Regions from separate parts of the Mus musculus genome. Here region 1 is linked to region 2. The links are chromatin contacts, called in public HiChIP or PLAC-seq maps. All regions are on one chromosome and are shown on one strand. Each heading gives the region's core, a stretch centred on a gene start, on an enhancer-like site or on the middle of the called end of the contact. The rest is flanking DNA. Distances are from core to core; before and after follow the strand shown.

Region 1 (4,856 bases), core at 1,786-4,285, 350 kb before region 2:
GGTGGCCGGTGTTGATGGCTGCTGGCCTAGAGACTTTATCCCAAGGGAATGAAATATCTACAGGGAGAAGCCCAAGGCTCTCCTATGGAGTGTGCACATGGGTCTGGGGAAAAGAGAGTGTTTAATGCAGACATGTGACCTTAGGGAACTGGTAGCTCAGGATATCAAGGATTCAAGGACAAACAAGGCAAGCATCCCAGAATTGACATCACAGATGAGGAACAAAGCAAGGGACGGAAATAGGGGGAGGTGCCCCCAAGGCCACTGATGCCCCCACGGTTACCAAGGGAAGTTGGAACCTTGTCTTGTGGTCTTATCTGTTACAGCTGGAAGGGGACAGGAGGACCAGCTTCCATCCCGCGGTAGAAGTTGGAAATAGAGAGACATGGCCCGCAGAAGTCTGTCCCTGAAACAGAACGGGGGTGGTGGGGACTCCAGAGTCTAGAGGTCTGAAGATAGAGTCAAACACTCCTGACTGTGAATCACAGGAAGGCTGACTCAGTACCCAGCAACCAAGAAAGACTGAGAGACCTTTCCTTGGACTGCCCTGGACCTCCAAGGATTGTGCAAACAGAGAAGAAAGATCAATCACTCACTTCAGTTAAAGAAAGGTCTGCCCAGTCCTATCAGGAATACACACCTGCCCCTCCCCTTTAATAAAGAAAAGCCCCGAACTGGGGCCCCGAGCCAGGAGCTTGTTCAAGGCTCCTCTGCTGCAGCCATGTTGGCAACCATGTTGCACCTGGCATACACCCTGTCCCCCCTTCCTTCCCACCGCTGCTACTCTGTGGTTTGCTTACATCCTTGTTCCAGACTCAAAGGACCTGGACATTGTGTCACAAGTGACCGCCCCCTCCCCTAGTATCATTTCAGTAAAGAGACCCAGACCCCGTAACCCAGGTGGAAAGGGAAGGAAAGGTGACACTTCTGTCCCATCTGACCCCAGGCTCATTGGGGTAACAGATGGTAAAGATCTTGGTTTGATAATGGCTCTGAATTAACAGCTCCCAGGCCACAGAGTGGGGGTGAGCAGTGGCAGAGACCCGGGTTACCTGGGACGCATCTCTGTGCGTGTGTTTGGTTATAGACCAGAAGACATTCCCTGGAGGGAGAGCCTTGTTCAACACACATCCACCCACCTGTGCCTCACCAGGAACAGAGGCACTCTCCCCCGGGACAGACACGAGTTCCACAATTGTGGGAACACAGGCTGAAGGAAACATGGGGCCAGGCTCTGAGAGAGATCACCCTGCCTGAGGAGCCATCTTTGCAGACAACCCAGCCAGAAGACTGAGCAGAGGGCATAGCAAGGGGGTGTCCCGCCCACCTGTCTCCCTGCGGCCCTGATCCACCCCAGCCTCATGTAAAGCAAAATGTGATTTTGTTTGTGGCTCCTTCACTGCCAGGTGGAGATGCAAACCTGAAGCTGTTTTACATAAGGAACAGGAAACCAGGGGGGCACAACAACCTGTTGCTTTAGAGGCCTCTGGGAGAGGGCAGGGCAGAGGTGTGACCACCTGTCCTATGTTCTCCCAGACAGAAACCCTGGCTCGGCAGCAGCAGCAGGGGTTGGGGCTCTCTATGAAGCTTTCCTTGAGGGTGGAAATAGGAGTTCAAGCCCGACCTAAGTGAACATGGAGACCCTAGCTCAAAACACAAGACAAACAAACATAAACATGGTTATATTAAGACAAAACAAGATAGAGAATTTTGGAGCAGGGGCCGTGGATTGTCAGGGACCTAACTCCAGGGAAGGAGGGCCCGGACCCCACAGCCTTGTGCAAGGAGTCTCTGCTAGGGTAGGAGTCTGGTGCCACCTAGCTCAGCATAGTCACATAGCAGTCACATGACCTCTGAGACCCCAATTTCTGTAGCAGCAAAATGTCTAGTTGACTTCCAAGTCCTCTCATTCCAGACTTGAGAGGTATACTGTCTCTGTGTCCCTGGCTTGGCTTCTCCGTGTCAGCTGAGACCATGGTCCTATGGCCACCCTGTCTACCCTGAGGCTCCCATCCACATGGCCAGGCCTCCCCACCTCACCTGCTTCTTTGACCCCAACATGACAAACCACAGCATAGCAGTTCTCAGATCACCCCTTCCCAAACACTCCTGGGGAGGCCTTCGCACCACTAGCATCTGGGATTTCCAGTTTCTACTCCTGACTGGAAGACAAGAAGTTGTCTCCTTGGTTCTTTCAGCTGTGCTTTCTTTCTCCAAGGGTCTCTGCCATCTTGTCTCTGAGGCTTGTAGCCACACTTAGTCCAAAGAGTGAGTGGACTCAGGGCCGAGGGGGACCTAGAACCCAGGGAGCATTAAGTAGCCCCACTAGCAAAGGGTCCCCAAGGGAGAAGACAACCCATCGCCTGCAGTGGCCAGTGTGGATGGCAGCGTGTGTGTCAGGTGTGGCGAGTCTCTCTACCAATTCCAAACCTTGAAGAAAGCTGGTGGGAGCCATTTATCGGCCATTTCAGAGTTTGTTTGGGACTTTTGTTTTGCAGCAACGCCCCTTGATCAGTTTCCTGAGAACCGAGATTACAGGCCGGAGCCACCATACCCAGTCCTGTTTCAGGATTTTACCAGAGGTCGGCAGAAGGAAGTATTATAAGCTCGGCTACATTAAAGCCACTCCACCCACGCTCAAACCACCGCCAATCAATTCTGTATGAGCCGCTGCCGGGTCAGGCTCCCTGGGTGTTGATTTCCTGCTCCGGAGTATCAGTGAGTCATCAGCCGCCTCCTCTCCACTTTAACTGTTGCTCTGAGACCTGAGAGTCTGCAGAAGGGAGGTCACATGGCATCTTTATTTAGTAGCCGGTTCTCAACTGGCAGGAGGGGAAGGACAGCCAGACACTTCCTAGAAACAGCTCTCTCTCAATTTCCGGAGCCCACAGGAGCTGGGAAGCTCGATGGTGTCTTAAAGTCCTGGAGTCCATGTCAGGCCGCTGACGTTCAAGACTTGGGGTTCTGACTAAAGAATGGGCTGGGGCTGCTATGCAAATAGCTGGAAACAGACTTCCTGTGATTAGGGCTGTGTATCATGCGGCCACCAGATGGCGCCCAACACCTCAAACTGTCAACACCATTGGGCCAGGCTGAAGCCCTGTTAATCTGTCACAGATTAATGCTGAAGTGTTATGCCCCCAGGTGTGAGGCAGAAGGGTGACCAAATGTTGCAGAATTATCCTGGATTGATTTAGACCAAGTTCATGTGAATGTCACAAAAAAACACATTAATAACAACTTCCACGGGGGACTTTTACTTATATGTAAAACACAGGTCTGGCTAGTATAGGTCTCCCTCACAGCCTCCTAGCCCAGCATCTGAGCATCACACACCACATCTGAGAGGACAAAGGACAGCAAGGCCCTCACCTCAAGAATTTACAAGCACCTCTTGGGAAGACATCACACACCTATAATCTCTGCACTTGGGAGACTGAGGCAGGAGGATCACCACAAGTTCAAGGAGAGCCAAAGCTACAACTGTGACCCTGTTTCAAAAACCAAGCAAGGAGGTCCACAGATGTCATCTGTACCTATAAATCATGAATTGTAATTCCTACCCACATGGAGCCTCTTGGAACTGGAGTCCTGTGCACAAATATTGTTGAATTAAATAATTAATAATTAAGTCGCAGATACGGGTTTGCTATCTACCTCAATGGCTTGTGTTCCCAAATGAAACACACACACATGTCTTAATCAGCACAATAGCTGGGCTACTGCCTAACCTCCACTACTGATAGAATCTACCTTCCACCGATAATTCCGAGTTACAGCTTACTAAATTCTGTGTTCTACCTTGGCTGCTCTGGACTCAGAGGGCTGCCCAACTGGGCCGTGCTCTCCCGGCTCCTTCACGTGGCGGCCATGCCTCTCTGTCTTGCACTCTTCTCAGGCATGGTGTCTCCCTTCTCCACACTCTTCTAGCATGGCAGATCTTCCCTCTCTTCTTGTTCTCAGTCCCAGGCCTGGGAAATCCTAAAAGTCCTAGTTCAGTCTGCCACGTCCTGCCCAGCCATTGGCTGCCAGCATCTTTATTTACCAATCAGAACCAACTAGGGGCAGGGTTCCTCAGTGTCTTACCTGTGGACATGCAGACTCTCTCAAGCAAGCAATTTTGGGGACCCAAATTAGCATTATAATACAAGCAGTATAGCCAAACCCACTACATTTCTCACATTTCAATTAAAAAGGCTCTTTTCTCTCAGATATAAATTGAACACGATTACAACAATTATGCAAATTATAAGGTTGATATCCACTTATAATACCCAGTCCATCATCTTTGTCAATTTAAATTAATTATTCTATCATCTATCCGAACTTAAAGGTACAGGTACAATTCTGACCTGAATTCTGTTTGATTTTAACCACCTGAAAGCCATCCTTTCAAGTCTAGAACATCTTCTTTAATGTTAGATAGCTTAAGTTCAATTATGAGACTATAACTAGTCTTCAGTCCAGTCAGAGATCTGAGAATGAATTAGATATTACCTGAATATGTAGGAAGCACAAAGACATAGACTCCGAAACTCATACAGTTTGCAAAGACTGCCTAGACAGTGCCCAATAATCTCATAGCATTGGAGCATCAGTCCTCAGCCTTCTGGCCCAGAACCATCTGACAAACCTTAAGTGAAGCAGGAATTAAGAAAGAGTAGCTTAAAAAAAAAGAAAGAAAAAAAGAAAGAACAGCTTACCCTGTCTTGGTAGCGCTTAACAATCGACTACTCCACATTCAATTGGTCCTTTTTTTGGACAGCATTTGTCTGCAGAATGAATTAAAGTATTTCTTATCCAGTGGCTCGCTTGCCATAATTGAAGCAACTCCAATCGGAGGTAATGAAGCTCAA
Region 2 (5,058 bases), core at 2,496-4,995:
ATTTAGAAACAGGCTGGGTGGTGGCACGCACCTATAATCCCAGCACTGTGGAAGCAGAGGCAGGGGATCTCTGTGAGTTCTGGTCTACAGAGTGAGTTCTGGAATAGACAGGGCTATAAAACCCTGTCTCAAAAGCAAAAATAAACAAAACAAAACAAACAAAAAGGATGTTTTTTGTGGATGCTTGAGCTCCGCCCCCAGGCTCTGCCTTTGCTCTGGCTTCCTGATCTTCCCTTGGGCTGCTCGTGGCCTCTTATGGATCTCTTCCAGCCTCACCTCACCTTGCTCCTTATTCTACTCGGGAGCCGCTGCTTGCAGGTCTCACACCCCTGAAGATCTGTTCCCACCCAGACCCAGTCTGTCTCCCTACTGAGAACTGTAGGCTGGGCAGGGAGGTGCAAAGCTTGGACCTCAGCACTGGGGAGGCAGAGGCAGGGGCACGGGCACAGGCACAGGCACAGGCACAGGCAGGCTGACTTATACAAGTTTCTGGCCAGCCTGGTCTACACAGCCAGTTCCAGGTCAGCTGCAGCTGAAAGGGAGGCCCTGTCTCATATAAATAAAACAAATATAGAGAGATAATTCAAGGGGCCTGAGTGTGGGCCTCCATGCTGTAAGTTCAATCCTCAGAGCACACATGGTGAAGGGCAAACAAGCACTGGCTGGGGTAAGCTATCCTCAGACCTGTGCACTGTGGCCCATGTACACTTCTGTCCATTATCAGTAAATACATTAATGAATTAAAAGAAACCTGCATCTTCTCTCTTCCCTCCATGTTTCTTCTTGCTTTTACCCTGCTCAGTTTCCCCAACTCCCCTAGTCTATATAACCCCCCTCCTGTGTTAACACTCTCTCTCCACCACTCCCCCTACCCCCTACCCATTTAGGGTACAGGCTCCCAGAAGGTAAGCCTTTTATCAGTCTTCTTTGCTGATAACTCTCAAGTATCTTGGGCTTCACAAAGGCTGCAATCAATCAAAGTTGCTGATGAGGATACCTAAGGCAGACAGCTTGGGATCTGCAGTATGCTTCCTTCCCTGCTGGGTGAGGCTGCTATTGGAACCAGTGTTATCTCCGTGATAACCACACAGCTTCATTTGCACAGGACTCCTTACTGTTGACCAAACACTTTCACACACATGGACCTGCCTTCTCCTTACAGATACCTCAGGCGCCTGCCTGCAGGAGAGGGTTTCTAATCTAAAGATAAAGAGAATGGTGTTCTCAGAAGCCATGTGACTTGCCAAAGTCGCTGCGCTGTGACCAGGGCTGCATGCCAGATCTCCTGATATGGATGGAGGTCCTTGGGTTTCCCCTTCATCTCAAGCTACTGCCCCAGAATCTCCTGTGGAAGGCACACTTGTCCGAAGTTGCAGAGAAAGGGGCATTACCCCCTTTCCACACATCTGCTTTGTTAATGAAGGACATTACAGAGCCGGGGAGATAGGAAGATAGCTAGAATAAAGACCTGGGGTCCTATCCCCAGAACATGCATACAAATCTGGGCGCAGTGAAGGACCTCTGAAACCCCAGCATGTGGGAAGCAGAGGTGGACAGATCTCTCGAGCTAGCTGGCCAGCTAGTCTAGGTAATCAGTGAGCCTCAGGCTCATACAGAGACGGTCTCAAAAATAAAGTGGAGCCCAGCAGAGAAAGACACCTAATGCCAACCTCTGCCTCCACACTTGCATAAACAATGGGTTCAGCCACTCACATAGACAGACCAAATCCACAAACATACATGTACACCATACATAGACATGCAAACACCACGTGCGCATGCACGTGCACACACACACACACACACACCCGAGAGAGAGAGAGAGAGAGAGAGAGAGAGAGAGACAGACAGACAGACAGACAGACAGACACACAGAGAGAATCAAGACTCCTATAAGCCTGTCTTTAAGTTGATTTACCTTTGATTATCTTTTAAACACCTCACCCCAAACTCAAGCACATTGTTTCAAACATTGGGAATATAAATCTTCAAAAAGTTACCACCAAGTTGGCTAAGGTAAAGAAATAGCAATGCACTCATGGTGGTCTCCTTAGCTCCTGTGTAAAAAATCTTGGTTAAATTTGTAACAAGTTCCTTGCTCTATGGCTCTATCTGGATTACAGCTGGACACGTGTGTGCATCTGTGTAACATGAGGAAGCATGTACATGAGGAGTCATGCTCACACATCCCCCTGTCCCTCACCCCAGGCTGCTGTGCACCAGAAGGGCACGCCACCTCATCCTGCCTTCCCAGCATTACCTGGGAAGCATAAGCTTGGGGAACTCAGAGGCCCTACTCTAGCCCTCAGGAAGTGATGTGCATAGCAAGATGCTGGTTATACAGAACACACTACAGGGGCTGGAGAGATGCTCAGAGGGTAAGAGCACTAACTGCTCTTCCGAAGGTCCTGAGTTCAAATCCCAGCAACCACATGTTGGCTCGAAACCACATGTTGGCTCGCAACCACCTGTAATGTGATCTGACACCCTCTTCTGGTGTGTCTGAAGACAGCTACAGTGTACTTACATATAATAATGAAAAAAACACACACACACTACAGAGTCTTCCTCCCTCCCCGAGTGTGTGTTTCTGTGTGTGGATATATTCACATGTATATGCAGGTGTGCATGCGTATGGAGGTCAGGAGCTGTCTATCTTGACTTTCTGTGTTTATTAATTGCCTGGGGTTTGCTGCCCACCCTAAGCTGACTAGCATACCCTAAGATGGACCTATATCTCTGCCTCTCCAGCACTGGGGCTGCAGTGTGTGCTAGGATGTCCCAGCTTTTTACATGAGTTGAGGATCAATCTGAGGTCCTCATACCTGCATGGTAAGCACTTTATCAAGTAAGCTATCCTCGGGGGCTATGCGGTGTGTCCATGACCAAGGACCTCATGGTCAACACTGGGTTCTGCATCTCCTTATACTGGGAGTAGGCAGCAACAGGCCTTTCTCCTAGAACTGGTCTGTGTCTTGGCCACTCTGACCTGTTAATCAACTGTCTTGGGTCAGGGCTTTGACAACTTGGCTTTGCTTCCCTGCCTTGTCCTGTGCTCCTCTATGTTCCTAACTCATGGTCCTGAGTGAGTCTCTGCAGACACCATGGTGTGATGTTCTAAACTGAAGCTATAGAACATGTTTTCTCAGTTTTGGCACCATGGGCATTTGGGGCAGGGTGCCAAGCACAGCCTCTTTAACACTTCCTGCCCCAGGGCGACTGACTGTGGTGGCTACTCTGAATACTGCTGGACATTTGAAGCATCCCTGGTCTCCAGTATCTTCTACTAGACTCTTGCTCCAGTGTTATACTGGAGACAATTCCCAGCCAGCCACCGTCCCCTGCTTCTGGGAGGAGGGGCTGCCTCTGGGTGAGAACCTGAGCTCTGCAGTCCTGTCCTGGGGTCACACCTGGCTCAGCACCAAGTTCTTTGACACCTCTAAGCCTCATTTTCCTTGTCAGCAGTCCAGGAAGCCAAGCCTTGGCTCACAGTGTCTATGAGGTTACAGTGTGGGCCAACGCTATACCTGATGCATAGCTGCTTTCCCAGTTCCCCAGTGCTACTGGCTACCTGGGTTGCCTCCACCTCACAGTGCAGGCCCAACTGATCCCACTGCTGGCTGGCCTCTGCTAGTGCACAGTGGCAGGGCCCTCAGGGCCCTTCAGCTGTTGAGGAGGTGAGGAGGATGGGAGCGCTGCACAAATGCCCTGGAGGGAGCATGTGAGAGACTGGCTAGGGCTCCTAGAAAATAGCCGGGCAATTACTCAGACTGACTAATTATGCTAGGCTCTGGGATCCCTGGGGAGTTTGGACTCTTCCCAAATCATTGGACGCATTCCAGCGGAGAACAGGCTAGTGCTACAGTGCCATGGTGTGCAGATAGGTCACAACACAGGAAACCAGTGGGAGAGGAGAGGAGCGCTCAGGAGCCACACAGGAGTGTATGTCCTGAGCATGAACCTCAGACAAAGCCATGAGAACAACTCTTCAAGACGTGAATTGGAGCTGATGGCAGAGGCATCTAGCCCATGGAACCAGTGCCCCCTGTCTGTACACTGTGAGCAAGTGTCCACACTGTGAGAAGAGCACCCCCATTCCCTTGGAAACCCTACAGCCCTTGAGTGGACCAGATGGGTGGGGGTTGCTGAGTGCCGGGAGCCTGGGCAGCTCTGCAGAGGTACAGGGGTGCCATACCCAGACAGGTGAGGTACAGAAGCCATCGTGGGTCATCTGTGCAGAGCCGTGAGCTAGAGGTGAAGTAAGCGTGGGCAGCAGAGTGCCATGGTTCTGGGGCACAGAGACTGGTGCCCTTCTCTCGGGAGGGGCACCTTAGGGCTCAGGCTTTATCTTGCTGAGGGTTTTATACTAGTGGCAGATGGAACCTGACGGCAGGTGTCCAGGGAGCCCGTTCAAGACTAACCCAGGAAGAACTGCAGCTGTGGCAAGGCTTCTGCAGAGGCAGGATGGAGCTGCCTCTAGTTTGTTTTCCTTTGTTACAGGGAACCCAGGCAGGCCCAGAAACCTCCATGTAGCTACAGATAATCTTGAACTTCAGGTTTTCCTTATCCACCTCCCGAATGCTGGGACTATAGGTCTGTGCCATCAAGCCTGCTCTATAGGCGTGTGCCTGTTCTATAGGCGTGTGCCTGTTCTATAGGTGTGTGCCTGTTCTATAGGTGTGTGCCTGTTCTATAGGTGTGTGCCTGTTCTATAGGCGTGTGCCTGTTCTATGGGTGTGTGCCTGTTCTATGGGTGTGTGCCTGTTCTATAGGCGTGTGCCTGTTCTATAGGTGTGTGCCTGTTCTATAGGCGTGTGCCTGTTCTATAGGTGTGTGCCTGTTCTATAGGCGTGTGCCTGTTCTATAGGCGTGTGCCTGTTCTATAGGTGTGTGCCTGTTCTATAGGTGTGTGCCTGTTCTATAGGCGTGTGCCTGTTCTATAGGTGTGTGCCTGTTCTATAGGCGTGTGCCTGTTCTATAGGTGTGTGCCTGTTCTATAGGTGTGTGCCTGCTCTATAGGTGTGTGCCTGTTCTATAGGTGTGTGCCTGTTCTATAGG

The links. HiChIP or PLAC-seq counts read pairs in DNA pulled down with a chosen protein or histone mark.
Region 1: an HNF4G HiChIP or PLAC-seq map of pancreatic cancer cells shows a contact between it and region 2. The contact joins two enhancer-like sites. A contact is called at or near these places in 1 of 115 datasets of contacts at active chromatin or transcription factors (pancreatic cancer cells) and 1 of 9 other capture datasets (embryonic stem cells).

What each region holds. Positions count from the first base shown.
Region 1 is chr5:24,263,781-24,268,636 of GRCm38.p6, forward strand. No RefSeq gene overlaps it. Among named protein-coding and RNA genes, the nearest start is that of Gm33476, 35 kb to the right of the region's middle. Within about 2 kb of position 3,036, at least 281 of the 459 cell types and tissues checked have an H3K27ac peak or open chromatin away from gene starts, as enhancers often do. A contact at or near this core is called in pancreatic cancer cells, where this site is marked.
Region 2 is chr5:24,608,391-24,613,448 of GRCm38.p6, forward strand. It overlaps a transcript of Smarcd3 not described here. Among named protein-coding and RNA genes, the nearest start is that of Smarcd3, 8.9 kb to the left of the region's middle. Within about 2 kb of position 3,746, at least 71 of the 459 cell types and tissues checked have an H3K27ac peak or open chromatin away from gene starts, as enhancers often do. A contact at or near this core is called in pancreatic cancer cells, where this site is marked.